Linked DNA regions of Gossypium hirsutum: region 2 is linked to region 1. Evidence: chromatin contacts called from public Hi-C data. All regions are on one chromosome and are shown on one strand. The core of a region is the stretch at or near the end of the contact, and the rest is flanking DNA. Distances in the headings are between cores, read along the strand shown. Region 1 holds the start of LOC107892057 (zinc finger CCCH domain-containing protein 48). Region 2 has its middle 26 kb from the start of LOC107892687.

The links. A called contact is a pair of places that touch in the nucleus more often than the background predicts.
Region 2: a Hi-C map of leaf shows a contact between it and region 1, with 4 times the contacts expected there. The contact joins the enhancer-like site here to the promoter of LOC107892057 in region 1. A contact is called at or near these places in 6 of 34 Hi-C or Micro-C datasets (callus and leaf).

The regions. Positions count from the first base shown.
Region 1 is chrD09:15,159,480-15,164,709 of Gossypium_hirsutum_v2.1, forward strand. It overlaps LOC107892057 (zinc finger CCCH domain-containing protein 48), which reads right to left and starts at 3,702. Exons shown (of 9, transcript XM_016817028.2): 1 at 2,822-3,702; 2 at 2,367-2,462; 3 at 1,783-1,872; 4 at 1,567-1,668; 5 at 1,018-1,164; 6 at 755-874; 7 at 600-659; 8 at 1-49. The coding sequence starts at 3,268.
Region 2 is chrD09:15,653,532-15,658,740 of Gossypium_hirsutum_v2.1, forward strand. No RefSeq gene overlaps it. Among protein-coding and RNA genes, the nearest start is that of LOC107892687, 26 kb to the right of the region's middle. Within about 2 kb of position 1,835, at least 2 of the 9 cell types and tissues checked have an H3K27ac peak or open chromatin away from gene starts, as enhancers often do. A contact at or near this core is called in leaf, where this site is marked.

The DNA.
Region 1 (5,230 bases), core at 2,452-4,951:
ATACAGGCTTGGATTCCGAGTCAGGCATTCCACGAAGGTTCAGCAAGCCCTAAAAAGTAGGAAACAGTTCAAAAACTTCACAAGATCCTAAGAAAATAATAATAAGAGATAAATCTCAAAATTATACATGAACTTTGATTTAATGTGCAATTGTATACATGAATTTTAATTTGGTGCAATTATTCAATTGAAACTCTAATTGTGGTTCAAATATATACTTGAAACATTAATTTTAATCTAATTATACACATTTAAAGAAATAAATCCATCAAATTATTTTATATTGGATAAATATAATTATTTATGTATGCAATATATAAACATAAAATGATGTTATATCAATAATTGTGTTAATAATTTAAAAGAATTGGATCAAATCAAAATTTCATGTATATAATTGCACATTAAACCATAATTCATGTATAGTTTTGGGATTTAATAATAATAATAATAATAATAATAATAAAGACCATTGCCGATCTTATCTCCTCTACCTTCAGTTTTTACTTCTCCCATTGTGTCCCCAAGCCCCTTCCCATTTACAGCTAATTTCATTAAATCAAAATGCAGCATGCATATGTAGTAATGAAACAACATACATGTTCTTCTTTGTGAGTATATGTTACTTCCAAGTTTCCACTCTCAGTAGCTACCCACACCTGCACAAAAAAAGATAACCCAAACATCTTTAATATCAGGAAAACAGGACAACAAAATAGAAAGGATTAATAATAAACCATAAAATAGCACTAACCTTTATTGTTTGGTCCAATGAACAAGAAAAAAGAAATTGTTCCCAGCAAAGCAAGGACATCACAACACTAGTGTGCTCTGTCAAAGTCTGTAGACACTGCAAAGTTTCTAGACTCCAGGCCTGAAAGAAAACAACTTATATGTTAGCAAAAATGATAATTTTCTGAAAGAAAAAAATGAAAATAACGGACTAAAGCAAAACATAATATAATGGTGGTTTTAACCTACAACATTTCTAAACCAGGATGACTAAAATACTTTTACCTTTATAGAATGGTCCATGGAACCAGAGTACAGTCTATTAGCCCCAACAACTAATGATACAACTGCAAGGGTGTGACCCTTAAGTGATGCTGCTGGTTCAAAGTTGTTGGTGACGGCATTAAATTTCCATGCTAAAATAGTACCATCCTGCAATAAACAGATATTGTTTCCTGAGGATCCGGACTGGAATGCTAGAGAAATAGAGAGATGGTAGTAAATGATATAAGTATGACATATATATGACCCAGAGTGAGACTCATCCTACACAAATTCCAATTCCTCCTCAGATCTATGGCTCTTTCAGAGAAAACTCATTTCACATACAAGAGCTATTTCAAGGTAAGTAGCAATTTTATGAGATGATGACTGTCAGACAACCAAAACAGAAAATTGCCTCAACTAGTGAGTTTTTTTTTTTTTTTTGCAAAATACTATGGCAGAAGCCAAAACAGAAAAAACATGATGATGAAAACATGACTGACCATACACAGAACATGGAATTTAAATGAAAAGAAATTAAAAAATATATACTAATATGTAGAACATTACCTGTGTACCAGCAAAGAGCAAATCGTTACCCACAACCATAGTATAAACTTGCCCAACAGGTCCACTAAGACTGAGCTCTTGATTAGTTTGGGTGTTCCATGCCTGCAAAATGATTGTCATCGAGTAAAAAATTAGGAAATCATCGTTCTTCTGATTTCAAAAGAGATAACATAATAAAGAAGAAACAATTGCTAGAGAATTTGCCTTGAATCTTACCTTGACAACATTAGGTATGCCAACAAACAGCCAAGGACCTTCACTGATCATGCAACCAACTTCACCACCAAGATTAATCACACCCATACACTACATAAAAGGCCACAGGGAATATCAGCCAAAAACATAATAATTAAGAGGATTTACTTAAACAAAAACTGCCAACAAACACTACAACAAGAAGACTACTGAAAGTAACTTCCAGCTAAAAGTGACTCTCGTTTTACTTTCACGGTACAAAGAAATAGAAGGTACTCTTCGTGACCCTTGGGTATTTAGCAACAAAGAAACATAAATAGTCTGTCTTGAAGTATCTTATTATTCACATGGACACTTATAAAAAGTAATTCATCTAGGTACCTTTTCTTTAATAATTTGATCACACAGGACAGGATAAAATAAAATAAAAAAATCTCAGAACAGTTTTAAGGAGATTCCTGTTCTTGGAAATTGATTAAAGTCTCATGAATAATCAAGTTTGAAGACAAACATAAAATTCCCATCTTTTCATTCCAAGAAGCAGAAGACTAACTAAAACTGCCATAGAGAGAGAGAGGGAGAGAGAGAGAGAGAGAGAATCACACCTGACCAGTGTTGGTATCCCAAGCCCTCACAGTCTCATCTTTACTCCCAGTATAGAGCTTATCCATACCTGCCGGTAATGCAATTCCGGTAACAACCTGCGCAGAAAACAAACCCATCATCATACACTGCTAAGAATATGTTATGTGCCTAACAACATGATAAAGACTTGAATCCCTCATCCAAAGTATGAGATGTTATGCTTTCCCACCCTAACACTTAGCTTTTCCGTGTGGTTCCCCACAGGTTTATATCAATTGGCATCAGAGTCATTCACCATAAGTATTTGTGGCAATCGTGAGGCTTGATTCCACATGGAAAGCATGTTATTTTCTAGTGAGATTCATATGAATGCAGACTCTACCCACCTAATAGCTAGCTTTTGCAGTGAGGTACTTCAAAAGTTCATACCAAAATTAACAGCATAAAAGAAAAAAGAGAAGGCAAATACACTTACTTTCTGGTGTCCATCAAGGTGATTCAACAAGGTAAAGCATTCCCCTAAACTCCAGGAATGTAAAAACCTACACTTGTCTCCGTAACTACAGTTCCCTTGCACCCAATAATTACACACTTTCTCCGTTTTCCGAACCACCTTATTAGCCCCCATTCTCCCCCAACTATTGTTATGATTATTATTGAAGTTGGGGCCTCGTCGTAGGGCCGGACCCGAAAACCCAGAATCATCGGCGAAACGTTTGGGGGCACCGGATCCATTAGAGGTAGCGGCGGCGGGGCCAGAAGGATGAGGCAGTTCACGGTGCAAGAAAGGGCATGGGAAACGGGAGCACTTACCGGCCCTCCAATGATAACAAACTTTCTGGTTTTTTGAGGAGTCGGGTGAGGCAGCTGAAGAACCTCCGAGTCGGTTAAAAACGCGCCTGTTGCCGCCGTCTAAATCCATAATCCCCAATTTTTGTATCGGTAACAGAAGATAGATGGAAGAAGCTTCGGATTAAGCGTCTGGGAATTCTTGGAGCGAAAGAATCCGATCATGAAAGAGACCGCTGAAACCCTAATTGATTATGCAATAACGCAAAAAAAAAATTTCTTCAAAAACAGAAAAAGGAGGAGGATGGTTGAGTGCTGCGGTGACCGTTGCCGCTGGAGAGAAGGTGGAGAATGGCTGAGAAAGGAAAACTAGACAAGATCGCGTCAGCTTTACGTTAAATAAATCGGTAAGTGAGATTATATAATCCATCTAGTTTTGCATTGCTCCTTAAATTGTTTTTGGGCCAAAAAGCATCTTGAGTAAAAACTAAAATTTTTTAGTTCTGATTTTAAATAAAAAAAATTGCAAAGCTTTTTTTTTTCCTTCGGAAGTCCTTTCAAAAAGCTTAAAAACATAGTGTTTGTTAAAAGCAATATTTATTAATATGGTATCTCGAATTGTTTATTTTAGGGTAAATTATAAAAATAATTATTTTTGTTTGGTTCAGATTATATTTTAGTCATTTATATTTGAAATGTTATATTTTTGTTACTTATGCTATCGTTTTATTATGAAGTAGTCACTTTATCGTTAAGTTCTATTACTTTCCTAACGACAATCTTACGTGGCAGTCTAAATGAATTTTAAATGCCAATTCGGATGTTCAACTGGGATGAGAACAGTTTTTCAATCAAAATGGAAAACAAAACTAAAATAAAAAGGATATAAACTTTTCTTTTCCAATTCAATGTGTAATTAATTTAAAAACTTGAATTAATTAAATTTATTTAATTAAAAACCTATCTCATCCTAGTTGGACATCTAAGTTGACAGTTAAAACTCATTTGAATTGCCACGTAGGATTGTCGTTAGGGAGGTAACGAAGTTTTAACGGCAGAGTAACTACTTTGTAATAAAACGATAACGTAAATGACTAAAATGTAACATTTCAAACATAAGTGACTAAAATGTAATATAAAGTAAACAAAAGTGGCTATTTGTGTAGTTTATCCTTTAATTTATAATATTTATTAATTTGGTATGATATCGAAAAAAATAAAATAATAATTGTCTTGAGATAAGAAATCCTCCGTAACATGATAAATTGAATCATTCTGTATTAAAATTATTTGTTTTTTTATACAATAGCTGAATTTATCTATAATTTTTTCCCAACTTTTAAATAGGAGGATAAACATGCTTCAGCATGCTCAAACCCGCATCCTCCTGCACAAACAATAATACCGATGCAAACCGAGTTAAAACTCAATTGGCATTAAAATTATTTATTTTTATACATTATCCCCACAATATATATTAGAGATTGTTTTAATAAATTGAATTTGAAGAAATGTTAACTATTGGGTTTGTCATGTGTCGTTCTAGTAAGTATGCCACAAATATGGACATCATTTTTCGATGCAATCTGAGTTAAAACTCAATCGAAATTAAAATTATTTATTTAGAAAATACAATAACTTTCTTGTTTTAGTCCCTAATAAATAATAAATTAAAATTATTTATTTAGAATTTTGTTTTTAATTTTATTTATTTATTTACTTACATTATTTTTGGTAAATTACAATAATAAGGTAAAGCCCGAACAACAAATGCGCCTAGCGCAACTTGAACCCAAATCACATCTGGAGCGGTGAATACCTTGACCATCAAGTCATCACATGATGTTTTTATTTAATTGCATTTTAAACGGAATTATTATATCCTTCAATGATATTTCACTGAAATTTTTAAAATTACATGCAGGTTTAACTAAAGACAAAAAGGGATTTCATTATGTAAATTTCATGTTTAATTTAATTGATGTGAAATGAAAATTTAAATTTTATTGTTGATTATCCATAATATTAAACTATTACCATTTATAAATAGTTGAGATTTAAAAAAAACATATTATTTAGAAATGAACAAAAATAA
Region 2 (5,209 bases), core at 585-3,084, 490 kb after region 1:
AATTTCTATGTACTCTTGAGACATGTTAAATCTTAGTGAAATATAATTTTATGAGAACATTTGTAAGGCGTATACACCAAACTGTTTTAAATTATATTTAATTGTCAATGATGCACATGAAACTTTTGTATGGGAAATAATGCACTTTGCGTTTTATATAATCTCATCGACTTTTATAAGGCTTCTGTTAGATGTTTGTTTAAACTATGTTTTATTTTACTTGGTGTAATACAACGAGTGTTATAACACTCACCTCTAAATTCTCCCTTTAAGAATGTAGACTATAAAAACTTGAGGTTTACACTTCAATTACACTCATAAAAATGGTTCCACAATGAAAAAATAAAGCGCTCTCAGTATGCTATCATCTAAAACCTATACAAACCTCATAATATATATGTCTCTCAACTTGCTAACATACTAATAATTAAATACAAAGCAACCCTAAAAATTGGTAACTAAAAAATAGAAAAATTAATATACTAATAAAATCCAAAATGAAAAACACAATCAGATGGAAATTCAATATTTTAGGAAAACAATAACTTGATCCCAAATGATTCTCCATAATTCAAGGGTTGTAATTGTTCAATTCAATCAACTACAATCCAATCTTCATAGGTAACAGATTGGTTTACATTTATGTGTTTCCATATTTTGAAAATATCCACTAACTCAACAACCCAAAGATTTTGTTTCAATATATTGCCAACCCCAAATATAACTAGTTTCACTCTACTATCATAGTGATGGGTAGTAGTGGACATTGTCAAATACCACTTAAATCATTTCTTCACAACTTACCTCAACAGTAGACGCATGAATAAAATCATTTAATACTTTACTCAAAATAAGAATTAAAAAATAATTTTTAAATTGTAAACATTTTATCATATGTCAATCTTGAATAAATTCAATAATAAATATTCAAACTAATGTCTTTAAATATATTATTTAATAAAAATAAAAATTTTCTCTCCATATACATTTATAAAAATACATATATAATATTAAAAAAAACACAAGCATAAATATACAAATTTTATCTCTTACCTTTCTTTTTCTTCTCTCTATTTTCGGTTTAATAAATGACTTTAGAACACTTGTACCAAATTCATTTATTTCATAACTTTTACTTTGGTCTATATATAATTTTTTATTATATATATATATATTACAGTCACAACTTGCATTATATTTAAAGTAGATTGAATGAGATTACATTTGAAAAAAGTAGATGCTATTATTTCTATCAATGAAATTAACCATCAAGTTCAAACTTTACATATTTTTAAAATTAAATCAATTATAAATGTCATTTGAGTGTTGTAAGGTACCTAAATTCAAGATAAAAAAACCAAAAAGAGATTTCTAGTCTATTCCTCTTGATATATATCATTCAAAAGAAAAATCAAATGGAACACTGATTACTGATATTTGGTTAGGTCACCAGCAATTACATTTACATTAGGTATGTAACACTACAAGATTACAAGGAATGTAACATTCCAAGTGATAACTACAAATAAAATCCCACTCTCTTTGTTAAAAGGAAAAAAAAACCCACACACTCTCACGCATTGCTATTTGTTTAAAAGCAAAGTAGCATTTTAGAGATGAATAACCAAGAATGGAGTTATTTTCAGAGGATGGACCACCGCCAAAATAGACCAGAAAGAAAAAGGAAAAAGAAACCGGATAGATATGTAGATAAGTAGATACTACGGGGATAATGGCAACAATAGAGATAGTGGCGCCCTCTTGTGGAGACAAGCGCCTAATGAAAGCGAAGCATTAGGCTCGGACGCTCACAAACCAAAGGTGGCTTTTTGCAACCCGGGAGCTTGGGCTTGGATCCATCATCATGCATGCATTTTCGAGACAGCTTGGTGACCCCAAGTGGACTACGATTCCGTGTCAACTTGGAACACCCTTAAAGTAGAGAAATACACTTTTAAAAAAAAGTAGTTAAAAAAGACAAATTTATACTATTTGGATTAATCTCAATTTCCACATTAAACAAATTGTTCCCCTTCAAAAAAATCAAATTAATTTAATATATTCATTTTAAAAATAAGAAATTAAGAATAATTAATTATAATATTAATGTTTTTCATCAATTTTACATAAATTTGATTAATATAATAACAAATTTAGCTCTCATAATTTATATATTCTATTAATTTAATCATGATTTAACAAATTCAATCTACAATATTTTTTTATAAATGTATAAATGTTGAGGTTAAATTTATTAATTTTTTTATAATTAAGATCAAATTAACAAAATATGTACACATCGAAAATTAAAATTATCATTATAACAATCAAAATTTTGCACAATAAACAAAAATATATTAATGTTATGATGAATTTTTGTTAATTTTTTACTTTTAAAATTGATAGAGATTAAATTGTAAAATTGAGAAGAATATTGAAAAAGAAAATTTAACAATTTGATTACTGATAACGTTTTGTTGGTGCTATTCACTAAGCTTTCTTAAATTTTGTTAAGAAATTTGGCACATACGTTTAAACATCCAATTTAAAGGTAATGGACAATCAACTGAAAAAAAGGGTAATGGGCAATCAATTAAAACTTAATTTGAATACAACACAATTCATCAAACTTCATGTAACAAGTTAAACATGGATTCTTTTCTCAAATTATGTGACGTTTCAAACCAAAATTTTACCAAGTAATTCACATGCTCAATCTTTAAACACGTCATTCTTAGCCAAGGATAACATCAGTAAAGCCATGATTGCAATCTTCGAGGTAATTACGGAAAGTGTATCTCATAAGCCTACAAAAAGTACCACAGAAGAATGGTTTTCCTCTTTGAAATCGGGATAAGCCTCTCTGTCATTCACCGTTCAAAATTTTCCTACATCAAACTTGATTTAACATTTATTTTTTAAGTATTTTATATGCTGGTGGATCCATGACAGACATTTAGCTTTTGACATGGATGGTAGTTAAAGTTCGATCATTAATTAAATTGATTAAGGTAAGAAAATCTTATAAAAGATCACTTTAATAGTATTAGGTTTAAAGCTTAGTTGGGCCATATTTCACTCAATTCAAGGGTTCGTTTTTCATTGAGCAAAATCTTATTAACTTATTATCTATATTATTTTTACTATCACCCTTAATTAATTATCAACTCAATTATTAAATTATATAAATTTTAATAAAGTAATAAATGTTAATTTAACAGTATTGTTTTTATAAAAATATAGAAAAGAATCATACTTGTAATAACATTTTAACCCAAGACACCAAATATATACTCTCCTAATTTTGACACTTTAATTAAAGTAATAATTAATTTTTATATGAATTCTTAATAAATATATTATATAATTATTTTTATTCATATAATGGGTATGCCATAATCTTATTGATAGTGTTATCGTTTAAATTAGTGTCACAAATTAACTCGATACCAATTTAAGAAAAAAAAACAATGCTATAATAAAAAATTGGAATACATTTAATATTCTTTATACGATGTATAGTGACAGAACCAAAGGGGTTGGCAGGGCCCTAACCCCTCTAAAAAGGAAAAATTTCTATTTAGACCTTTTATAATTTATAAAATTTTAAATTAATAATGGCAAAATTGCACTTTAGCCCCAAAAATAATAAAAACTTGATTTAATCCTCTCAAAATTATAAATATAGACACTATTAAAATGGTGAAATTACATTTTTACTATCGTAAAAATATACAATTTAATTCCGCCCCTAAAAAAATTTTCTAACTCCACCACTAATGATATATTTATCTATTTAAATTTTCTTTTACTCAAAATTTAAACTAATTTTATTTTAATTTCATACATATTATATATGTATTATTCATTTCAAATCTTACATTCCATTATTTATTGTATATTATTTTATAAAAACACTCATACATTTTAAATATATAATTTTCATTTGGGAATACACTTATTATAACTGGATGCACTTATTAATTGTATCACAATGAAACTATTTTTTTCTCTTTTAACTACTTTCGGTTTCAATTTTGTAATAGTGTGATATACCTTAACGATTATACGAAACAATCATCAAATACCTTTTTTATTATAAAATAACGAAATCGATTACAAATTAATAAGTAACATTTGAAGTTGAAGATAAAGACTTTACATCTAAACGAATTTGATCAATAACATTAACTAGGGAACTTGAAATACTCGTGGACCGAATGAGAAATCCTTCATTAAGCATGCGAGTATAACTACAAGGAAATTAGAATCAAACCGGGAAGAGCGCCTAAAAAGGAAATCCTTCATTATAGTTTAAGAAACATGTTATGGGCCTTTTCTTTTTTTCTTTCTTTTAAATTCTCATGGGCTTATTAAGCTACCAAGAAGTCTAGGAAAAAGAGATCAAGGGCCCAAACGAAATTGAACAATCAAGAAAACGAGTGAATGGGGCCTTTCCCCAACTATAGAAGGTGGGCATTTCACCTTTTCTGTGATTTAGCCCAATTTGATGCAGTTCATGTTCCAACTTCTATTCTCATACTGTTAATTTATACTAAGTTATAAAGATGAAAATTTCACTGGTTTATTATGAAAAATATTTACAAATTGGATTCAATACTCGATGTTGAAACTAATTTTTAAATTTGAAAAAATAGGGATCGACTTTGAAAATAAAATGGGAGTCGCCACCGATCTTTTATTGAGGTATGATCGGTTCACCATTTAAAAATGATTTTGGTCTGCGAAATTTGAGAAAACAAGTTCGGGAGTCGGTTACGTACGAGGTAGGATTAGCACCCTCGTAACGCCCAAAATTGGTACCTAGTCGATTAGTTAATGTCTTAATGTTGAAAATTAAAAACTTTGAAGAATTTTTTAAAAAAATACGATCATTGTATTAAAATGTTGATTTTTTTTTAGAAAAGAAGCATATTTCACGTTAATCGAGAAAAAAAGCATCATATCCAGTAAGTTAGGACACAATGTCTCGAATTCCCGATACGCGAATGAATGCTAAAAATTTGCTTTTTTAAAAGATATTTAGTTATTTCAGATTTAAAAAGGATCACGACCAGTAAGTTAGGGTACGATCTTTTTTAATTCCCGAGATCGTTTAAAACTTGAGTTTGGAAATATTCACGTATTTAGATTCATTGTGAAAATCGAAAACCAGTAAGTTAGGGCACGACTTTCTCAAATCTAAATG